Regions from separate parts of the Canis lupus genome. Here region 1 is linked to region 2. Evidence: chromatin contacts called from public Hi-C data. All regions are on one chromosome and are shown on one strand. The core of a region is the stretch at or near the end of the contact, and the rest is flanking DNA. Distances in the headings are between cores, read along the strand shown.

Evidence for each region. Hi-C and Micro-C count contacts between places; a contact is called where the count stands out from the background.
Region 1: a Hi-C map of skin fibroblasts shows a contact between it and region 2, with 2.8 times the contacts expected there. The contact joins two enhancer-like sites. A contact is called at or near these places in 2 of 9 Hi-C or Micro-C datasets (amygdala and skin fibroblasts).

Annotation. Positions count from the first base shown.
Region 1 is chr28:25,646,802-25,651,832 of UU_Cfam_GSD_1.0, forward strand. It overlaps ABLIM1 (actin-binding LIM protein 1), which reads right to left. Exons shown (of 26, transcript XM_038578864.1): 6 at 4,883-5,009; 7 at 3,623-3,716. Among named protein-coding and RNA genes, the nearest start is that of AFAP1L2, 160 kb to the left of the region's middle. Within about 2 kb of position 2,565, at least 8 of the 20 cell types and tissues checked have an H3K27ac peak or open chromatin away from gene starts, as enhancers often do.
Region 2 is chr28:25,442,102-25,447,198 of UU_Cfam_GSD_1.0, forward strand. AFAP1L2 (actin filament-associated protein 1-like 2) reads right to left here. Exons shown (of 21, transcript XM_038578857.1): 11 at 4,878-4,982; 12 at 2,371-2,582; 13 at 122-267. Among named protein-coding and RNA genes, the nearest start is that of AFAP1L2, 47 kb to the right of the region's middle. Within about 2 kb of position 3,235, at least 3 of the 20 cell types and tissues checked have an H3K27ac peak or open chromatin away from gene starts, as enhancers often do.

The sequences.
Region 1 (5,031 bases), core at 1,315-3,814, 200 kb after region 2:
AGATCAGGGTCACGTAGCGAGAGGCCACCATAACCTGGAAGGGGCAAGGGAGATTCCCCTTGAGAGCCCCTGGAGGGAGTGTGGCCCTGCTCACACCTCGGGTTTGGACTTCTGGCCTCTAGAACTGTGAGAGGATAAGTTTCTGTGGTGTTAAAGCTCCCGCTGTTAGAGCAGGTACAGGAAACTGTACAATCTCTATGGATAAAATCAATCAGAAAAAACAACAGTAACAGAAAAATAAGGATCACAGAATGGAGAAGCAAAATGTGGTATATCCGTATAACGGACCATTTTTCAGTCTTGAAGGAAATTCTGGAACATGCTACAACATGGATGAACCTCGAGGACATTATGCAAAGTAAAATAGCCAGTCACACACACACATAAATACTACATGATTCTACCTATATGAGGTGCCAAAGTAGTCAAATTCATAAAGACAGAGAATAGGATGGTTGATGTCGAGGTCTGAGGGGGAGAGGGGGATGGGGATTTACTGTTTAGTAAGTATATAGTGTTTCCATTTTACAAGACGTAAAGCGTCATGGAGATGGATGGTGGTGATGGTTGCACAACAGTATGGATATATTTAATACCAATGAACTGTACACTTAAAGATGATTAAGATGGTAAATTTCATGTTATGTGCATTTGACCACATATTTTAAATAGAAGGGGGAAAAAAATCCCAAAAGGCAAGGATCACAGCCTTTATAAATTACAATCATAATGTTTCAATGATAGGGTCTGAGAATGAAGTCATGGGAGGAGGGCAGTCTTGAGATCCATCCTGTTTTATATTGGTACCCAAGCCAAGCTGACTCAGAAAGGGTCACGTGTCAGTGTGCTACACAGGCAGGACATTTTTCTAGATCACACCCTTCTGGGGAGGTCGGCATGCCTGCTGGGTGGGTCTTGACTCTACTATGAGGCCCCAGGCGCTGTGTGGAAAGCTTCCATGGACTTCCACCTTACAGACAGATGGCCCTCGCTGAAATTGGAAGCCAGTCTGGTGAGAAGCTCCTGCAGCTACAGTGAACACCCCCTTCAGGGGGAGGGAACGGGAATAAGCAGATGTTTCTTCAAAGTGCCATGTTCTTGGACCTAGTGTATTTTTCTCAATCCTTCTCATGGTGGCTGAACTAAATCTGAAGTAATCTACAGCAGCCCCCTGCCTACCTACCTCCCCAACTCTTTTTGGGGAACATTTCCATACGTGGACTGAGACAGCTGTTTTGGCCCGCATCTACTGTAAACGTGGCTGGCTCAAATCTGAGGACTACGCTCGGTGTCTTCCCACTGTTTTTCCTACAGCCAAACATCTGGGAGATGGTTCTGATATTTTATTACTGTTTTAAAATGCAATTTCCCGATTGCTCCCAACTCAATGGGTTTATTTCTGTCTTACACAGATCAAATTTGGGACTCCAAAGGAAATGCTATGGGGCCCTACTCAGAGCTCTGGAGAAGGATGAGAGATGTTCAGGGGACAAGTGGTTGGGGGCACCTACCACTGCACTTTGAGTCTTGGGATCTGACCACCTGGACTTCATGCTGGACTCTGGATAGCACACAACCATCTTCTCCAATAGCTTTCCTACAGAGGTGCTTCACCGAGGGCCAAAAACCCAGCATTTGACCACACTTGGGCCAACTATTAAAACCACTGGAAAGACCATGAAAACTTCTCCTCCCACCCAACTATGTGTGGAGGGTGGGTCTCCCTTGCATCAGTACTTTCAAAGTTCTATGCACTGAGTTCTGCAGTCGTCTCCTGTCTCTACCCTCACCCCCTTTCCAAACATTTTTTTTTTTAATTTGAGGTAAAATTCACATGCCATAAAATTGACCATTTAAATGTGAATAACCCTGTGGCATCTAGGATAGTCACAATGTTGTGCATTTATTACCTCTATCTTGTTCTAAAACATGTCATCACTCCAGCTGGGTCTCAATGGTTATTCTTATCCCACCCCCTACCCCCCAACACCCAGGCAACCACCAGTCTGCTTTCTGTCTCTATGGGTTTATCTCTTCTGGATATTTCATCTAAATGGAAGCAAACCATATGTACCTGAGCTGAAACCAAGAGTCAGATGCTTAATGACTGAGCCACTCAGGTCCCCCGTGCATTCCTGACACAGCAGTGTGATCCAGTCACATTCAGCTCCAACTGCAATCACTTCAATGGCTTCCCACCATTCTTAGGATAAAGACCAAAGTCCTGACTATGACTCTCGAAGTCCTCATGCTCTGAGCCCTCCCCACTCCCTTAGCATCATCTCTCACACCTGCCCTCCTGTCCATCTGACTTTTTTTGTTTGTGCTGTGCTTGTCCTCACTTCTGGGCCTCTGTGGGGGCTGCTCCTTTTTGGAACCGCCTTCCCCTGGGTAAAAGACAACTGCCTGAAACAGTCACTTCCTTATCTCCCAAATCTAATTAGCTACACTAGGTCCTAGCACAGAGCCAACACTGGCCCTTCTGTGTTTCCTGGAAAGAAAGGCACCCCAGAGCTTGCCGTGGGATTAGGAAAGCTATGCTAGACCTCACTGCATAACCCCACAGACGCTGCCCATAGACACAGGGGGGCCTCTCAGATTTATGTGCAGTGTCTCTGAAACACACCCTGCTGGGAGGTTTGAATATGGTTATGTGGATTTGGTGCCCCGTCTGTCAAAGCTGTAGGACCAGTTGGTCGCCTTCCCAGCTGCTAGGCATCCTGACTTACCTCTGCCCAGAACACATTCTCCACCCTGAAACATGGGACAGATATGAGGTAATCTCTTTTGTTTAAAATTTTTTGTTGTTTTTGTTAAATCAGATCTTGTTAACTAATGCCCCACAGGCCAGGGAGAAGTGGGGCAGTGACTCCCTCTGAACTCTGGCCCCTAAATCCACAGTTTGGGCTCTGGTCCAAGAGGGGGCTCTGCTCAGCCCAGAGGCAGCAGTTGGTGGGGGTGAGGTGCGGGGGTGAGGCACTGCTGAGAAAGCAGGAACCAGGCTCTGTGGCTTGAGACATTCACACCTGAACCTGACAGGTTTGAGCTCAGCCCAAGCCACAGGGCGTTCTGGGTCACACAGGATGTGGTTTTTTTAAGGGTGGGGAAGTGTATGCCTTCACCTTTCACCCACCCTTCCTTTGCTTCAGTACTTTGCCCCTGCTCCGAGTCTGTAGACTCTCACAAGCACACACATACATGCAAGAGCGCACATGCACACGCACAGACACCTGCTCCCACACAGGTACATGTGCATGCGTGTACAGGTCACACACTGATGCACAGACACACACACAGGCACACATTGGCTCTAATACGCTCTCCGTTTCCTATTTTCTGACTTCTAAAACTAAAAGTAGTCTCATAAAACCCTTCCTTCTCCATAATTCCTCCTAGTCCCTCTATCACTTTTGATAAACTCCCCATCATTCCAATGTCGCATGAACATTTAGTAGAAACTGCCTGTGAAGACAATCCGACGCGTAAAATCTCGACAAATACTTTCTTTCCTCCAGAGGTGAAGATGAAAAAAAAAAAAAAATGGAACAAGAGCCTCTTTTGTGTTTTTGAAGAGTCTGAGGAAAATGATGGTAGCTTTAACGGGAGCCTGGCTGTCACTTACCTCCAGGACTTTCCCTGTGATAAACTGGTGACAGGCTTCGCATTTCACCCCAAAGAGCCCCTGGTAGTCCTTTTCACAGTACGGAGCGCCATCCCTGCAACACAGAAGGGTGTTCAGCTCCTGAGAGGGGGTCAAGGGGGCAGGGAAGACACCAGGACCATAATTCTCTGAGCCCTTCTCCACGGAATGGTAGCAGACCATATTTCTCCCCCACCCAGCCTTCACAGGCCTGGAGATCTGGTCAGACATGATCCCAATGCAGGAAACCAGACGATGTGGACGGAGGGCTGTTTCTCTGGGCTATGCAGAAATTACAGCCGAATCACCATACGATTAGCACTGCTGCTTCCCTGTTGTCTCAGAACTAACTAGCAAAAGTGCTGGCACCATTCCCCTTCCTCACCAGGCCAGATGGGCGTCAGATGTGGTGTCAGGGTTCACCCTCCTCTGAGGAGGCCCCAGGGCCACCTTCCCCTCATCGCCTCCTTGAGCTCACATGCCAGCACCTCCCGGCAGCGCTGAGACGCCATGTCTTCAGCCCTCAGGAGGCCCGAGGGGTGCAGGGCCGTCTCATCCAGCCTCTCAAGACCTCCTTAATTTACCTCAGAGCACAGTAAAAATGTTTTCTATGTGTGCCATTAAGTGGAAAAGTCAAAAAAGCACCACTGTACACAGCCTTCCGGGTTACTTTAAGAGCTGAGCATTTCCTCCCTCCTTCTTACTTTAGTTGTGCATCAAGAAATCACCTGTGATGTGTCTTCCTTCTGATATAGGTGTTTTGGCTTCTCCCTGACATGCCGACCTAGATTTCTAGGGGATGGGGCCCATGCTATTTTTTTTGTTTCACTCTATTCTTAAATTATTATTAAATTCACTTTATTTTTTTTTTTTTGAGTAGCTAATATAGCATAGAAAGTTTTATAGGGGAAAATTTTCCCTCATTGCCACTGTACCCCCATATTCATTCCTTTTTTTCTTTAAAGGTAACCACTGTAACTACTTTCTTTAAGCTACATTAAAAAAAAAAAAAAAAAAAAACCGGAACAATACAACACTCCACTTTGGATATTATCCACACAAGCATCTGATTCTAATATGAGCCCCCTCCCTGGGTGGGTGTTTTTTGTACATTGGTCCTCATGGGCTCAGGGTTTAGACCCTATGTGGTTTTTTAGGGTGGGGGAGTGTCTACAAATACATTCAAGTCCCCTTCCCGAGAGCAGGGCCCACTGGACCCCTGGGCCTTGCCTCCAGCCTTACTTGCTGATGTACTCTCCGGTGAGAACCTTCCCACAGGACTTGCATTTAAAGCACCCCAAGTGCCACTGCTTTTCCAGGGCCAGCAGGGCCTGCCCATTCTTGATATCTCTTCCACAGCCAGCACAATCTAGAAAAGAGCAGAGGCCAGC
Region 2 (5,097 bases), core at 1,985-4,484:
CTGGCTTCTCAGCTGCTGCCCTGCGTGATGGAACAGGCCACGGGAGGCCAGCCCGGGCCCACGTTTTGAAGCGTGGCTGGGAACGGGAGCGTCTGATGCAGGAAGGCCCCGTAACACTCACAGCAGAGAGGTTTTGGCCGCACTCACGATACAGGACACCCTGTCTGCATCCACGTAGTCGTAGGTGAATTCTTCTGGGTCTGTCTTGGAACCTGACTCGGAGAGCAGGAGGCCCAGCCAGTGGCCCATCTCCTCAGAAGACTTGGCCTGCGAGGAGGCGGAGAGGGACATGAGCAGAGCTGGATGGATGTGCCGGCTGCTGCCCAGCCCTCCCAACCAGTAGGGAGTAGCTACTGGGTGGGTGCCAGTAGGGAGGGTGCCAGTAGCACCCTCGCCAGGATGCCCACACGGGCAAGGCCTCTGAGACAGGCGGGGGCCATGCACTCTCATTTTCACCAGCCTGTCTCAACCCTGTGTCTCTAAATAACATTTCCTGCCACCTGGATGCCACCTCGGTGATGCTGTGGACGTTTGTCCCAGGTATCAAATATGATTCATACACATGTATTTCTAGGAAGCTGAAGAGCCAGGAGAGCATGCGTTCTAGGTTGACACCTCTATGTTATAAACTGTCACATGGCAGTTTGTCACCCTAATCCGTATATACAAGATCGGATCCCTAAGAAGTAACAAAATTCAAATTTATTTTGTTGACAATTTCAATAAAGTCAGTCTTACAATAAAGGTTATCTTAAATACACCTGACATCAAGCCCACTTGCTCTGATAAATAATGAAGTAAACCCCAGTGAGGCTGGAGCCTGTTTTTTTGTTTTGTTTTGTTTTTTTACAAACACTGGGTATCTATTAAAATGCCAGCATCGCTTCTTACCATTCATTCATTCATTTATTTAGATTTTATTTATTCAGAGAGAAAGAGAGAGAGAGAGAGGCAGAGACATAGGCAGGGGGAGAAGCAGGCTCCATGCGGGGAGCCTGGTGTGGGACTCGATCCCAGGTCTCCAGGATCACGCCCTGGGCTGAAGGTGGTGCTAAACCGCTGAGCCACCTGGGCTGCCCGCTTACCTTTTTTTTTTTTTTTTTTTTAAAGGGAATTCTGTAAATACTACAGGTTCACTTTCGTAAGAGAAAACAGCTGCCTTGTTGGCATGACACAACACAGCTCTACTTATTACCGCATTTTCTTCATCAGAGAGGCAGCTGTGAGCAGAGCTGGACATCGAGCTGCTTTTCATTTCCCAGTCCTTTTCCAGCAGGGGTTTCCATCCAGCTTTGCGTGGGCACCCTTAGCTCCAGCCACCACCCTCTCTGCCCTGGGCAACTGTGACAGCTTCCTTACTGGTCTCATCTTGTCCCTTCTTGTGCCCCTTCCATCCGTTCCCCTGCCCCAGCTGCCAGAGGAAGCATCTTGAAATCCCAATCTGAGCATGCCACCGTCCCCTGCAACCCTCCAGGGTCGTCCCCGGGCCCCATTGCTCTGAGGATCAACCTTCCTTCCCTCCCAACCTCATCATGCCCACACCCCACCCTCAGCCCCGGCCCCCAGCCCGCAGGACTTTGCACAAAGTCATCCACTGGCTAATTCGCTGAGTAACGTCTCACCCTCACGCTAGAATCCAAGGTCCATGACCGGGAGCGTATCTGTCTTGCTCACCACATTACTACTGTTCGGGGTCTGTAATGTCACCAGGAGAGCTGGATGGATGGACACAAGCTTGTGCCCGGCTCCCCTCGGGGAGGTCACTGGGACGTGGAGCTTTTAGCCACCAGAGGGCAGTGTTGGAGCACAGTTTGGATGAAGACCCTCGGGGGAAGGACCCGGTGCACGGGCTGAGCCAGAGGGTGCTTCCCTGCGTGCGAAGGGCTCTGGCTCTGGCCTCGCCTGCCCAGCGCGAGGCATTAGGTCACCTCTTATTTTTGCAAATGTAACATCACATCAAACAGAGGGCGGGGAGTGGGAGAAACGTAATTGTATCACAAACCTCATTCTTACCCCAGATAAGCCCTAACAATCGTCCTCGACTCTATGTACGGCGCCGCAGCTGGTGATACACAAACCAAATCAAACCCACTGTGAATCCCCAGGAGGTTCTGCAAGCCGCTCAGGGAGTTATAAATACTAGCGCTGCCCTCAGCGCAGGAAGCAGCTCATTGTCCCTTTCCTATAACACAAGCACTCTGAGGTCAGAAAGGGAATGGAAAATTTTTTTTTTAAATGCGAAGAAGTAAAATGCAAGGGAGAAGAAAAAAAGGCAAGACTGCGCTGCCTGTGGATTGTCGATTGTGGGATGACAGTGATTGTGGGGTGACAGTCCGAGCAGCACGGCCCGCCCCCCGCAGGCTGCAGTACCTCCAGCTTGGCCAGCTCCTCCCCGTGGTGGAGGATGCGGAAGGAGTACAGGTGGTCGGGGCTCGGGTCCGGGACCACCTCACAGCCCAGCAGGCTGACGGGCTGCTGGGCCACCTTGCTCCGGTTCCGGTCCTGGAAGAAGTGCAGGTGGCTGTCCCTGACGGAGCACCAGCGTGACTTCCACTGGCTGTTCACCAGCACGTTCAGGTAACCTGCGGGAGGGGACGAGGGTGTCCAGGGCTGCGCCACCCCCGCGCCTCCCAGCGTCTCCCCCAGAATCGCAGGTCCGAGACCCATCACCGCTCTGCCCGAGGAGCTTTCTCACCCCGAAGGGGCTGGATCTCAGCACGTCCCCCCCTCCCCGCCCCTGCATGCGGCCGGACCCCGGCAACGTGGGCTGCACGGCTCCCCTGCGTCTCGGACCGCGTCTGTCCCCGGGGAAGGAGCCGTGTCGTTGTCTAGAGCAGGCTGGCTGGGTCTGGTACAGGACAAGGCTCCCCTCACCCCACCCCTGTCATGCCCCCACCGGCAGCGGCCCTCCTCCCCAGACTCCGGTCACTTAGGCCACGTGCAGGAAGGTCCCCAGCCAGGGGCACCTGGCGGCAGGTGCAGTCAGTCCTCTGGCCTCCACAGCCTTAGCCTCCGGGTCACTCAGCCTCAGCCCGCAAAGGGCTGCCCCCCTTGGCCGGCTCCCTCTCCTCCTCCCAAACGCAGCCAGCCTCGCTTGACCCTCCCTGGGTCCTGCACTCCCTGCTCTGTCTTCCTTCCGAACCTGTGGATCCCAGAACAGTGAGACCTGCTTGCGTACAGCCTCCCCCAGCGGACACGGAGCTTCTCAAGGGCAGGAACTTGCCCCCTTCACCTCCAGCGCCCAGGGTGTGTGCCCGTGGCCTCTCGGCCAGGAGCCGCCCTCTCTGTCGGCATGCAGCGGCTGCCAGCACTGGGCTGCGTCCATCATGCCATCCTTTATTGTTCTCAGGTGGTTGCACGTGTTGGGTTCGGCTTCCTAAGAGGAGGACAAGCCTTTCCCTTTGCCCCCCACTCAGAGGAACATTTACGGAGCTGACACCATGTGCCAAGCACAGCCTTGTCCCCAGGGCTACAAAGATGCATAAAATCCAGTCCCTGCACCCCCGTGTGCTGAGCATTCACACCTCTCCATGCTGCCCACCTTCCCAGAGGGACTGGCCTACAAAGTGGACGCCTTCTCCATTCTAGAGGATTGCAGCTGCTCTGAGCCTTAACTGGGATGGACAAGGCCACCCTCCCGCCCACCCAGTGCTGGGCCAAGAGTGGAGATCGTGAGTTTCTCAGAGCCACACGAACAGTAGCAAAGTAGAAGAATTCACGCCCCAGACCTAGGAAACCTGGCTCATCCAGGCAAGTGCCCCACTGCCCATCTCAGTTCTCTGGACCAAAGAGAACTCTGAGTCAAGAAAGCAGGGAGCTCAGATGCCAAGTCTGTTCTCTGTCACCCTTTCCCTAGCCACTGGGGACAGGAGCATGCTTCACTGCTGAAGAGACTTCCAACAATAAGCCAGCCACCTCTCTCCCAGTGGGACTCACTGAGACCAGGTTTCTGTGCCAAACACGGTGCCCCCCCGAGGCTGCAGGGGCTGGCAATGCTGGGGCACTGCCCGGTGTCCCGCCCAGAGAATTAAGAGGCTCCCAGCGTGAGGCTCCCATCCGATGACTTCCGGTTCCACCCACTCTGCCAGCCTCACAAGCCAGACCTGGACTGGGACTCGGGAAAGGAGCCCAGGGCTGGCACAAGGGATCCACGAGGAACAGCCTTCAGGCCCTGGGAAGAGCCAGAGCAGTGAGTCCCCGGTTAGAGCCAGGACAGAGGCTCCCCCAGCATATTTCCTGGGAAAGGCCTCAGTTTCCTCAAGGCAGAATGAGGGGAGTAGAGCTGACCTCTGTGAGCCTAGCAGCACCCACACACCCCCTCCGTACCAGCAGCACGGGCTTCCGTCGCCCTAAGGGACCTCACTGTCCCTATCTCTGAGCCCTTGCTGCTGCCCAGAGATGCCACCTCAGCCTATTCAGCTCCAGCCCGATCTTCAGGACTCAGAGGGTCCAACCTTGGATGGGAATGTTCTTTCTGTCCCTGGAAAGAACCCCTTACCGCTGCTACGATGACACGGCGTGTGGTTTAGGGGTATGAAGCCAGCACGGCTCTCGGGTGTGAGCTCTCAGGACCTGTTCTCCCTCTGCAGGGTCCCCTCCCCTAGCACCGCTCGCCGCGCTCCTTCAATGCTCATCAAAAGAGCAGAACTTTTTAAAGACCACTGGGAGGACCCTCGCGCAAAGGCTCAAGCACCACAGCAGGCAGCTGAACCACCTGCAGCGAAGGTCAAGAAACCTAGAGCCGCGGCTCTGCCCTCCCAAGAGATGGTCAGGGCGAGACCCAAGTCCCTGCCTGCGCGGTCCCAGCCGCCTTCCTGGAGACGGGCTCCGGCCCGGTGGGTGAGCCCGCAGGGCCTGCAGGTGGCTACGGTGCTTACTGGATGTCTCGAGGGACCTGTCCGGAGGCTCCAGCGAGGTAGATTTCTTCCTGCCCAGATTCATTAGGTTGCTCAGTTTGAGGCCAGGAGAAGATTTCTTCTTGACTGTCAACATGAGAGAAAAAGCCGTCAGCATTGCAACAGCCCACTGACAGGCCGCAGCGAAAGATGGAAACAGCAGACCCATTCCCATTGCCTCTGCACCTCCCCGTGTGTGTGT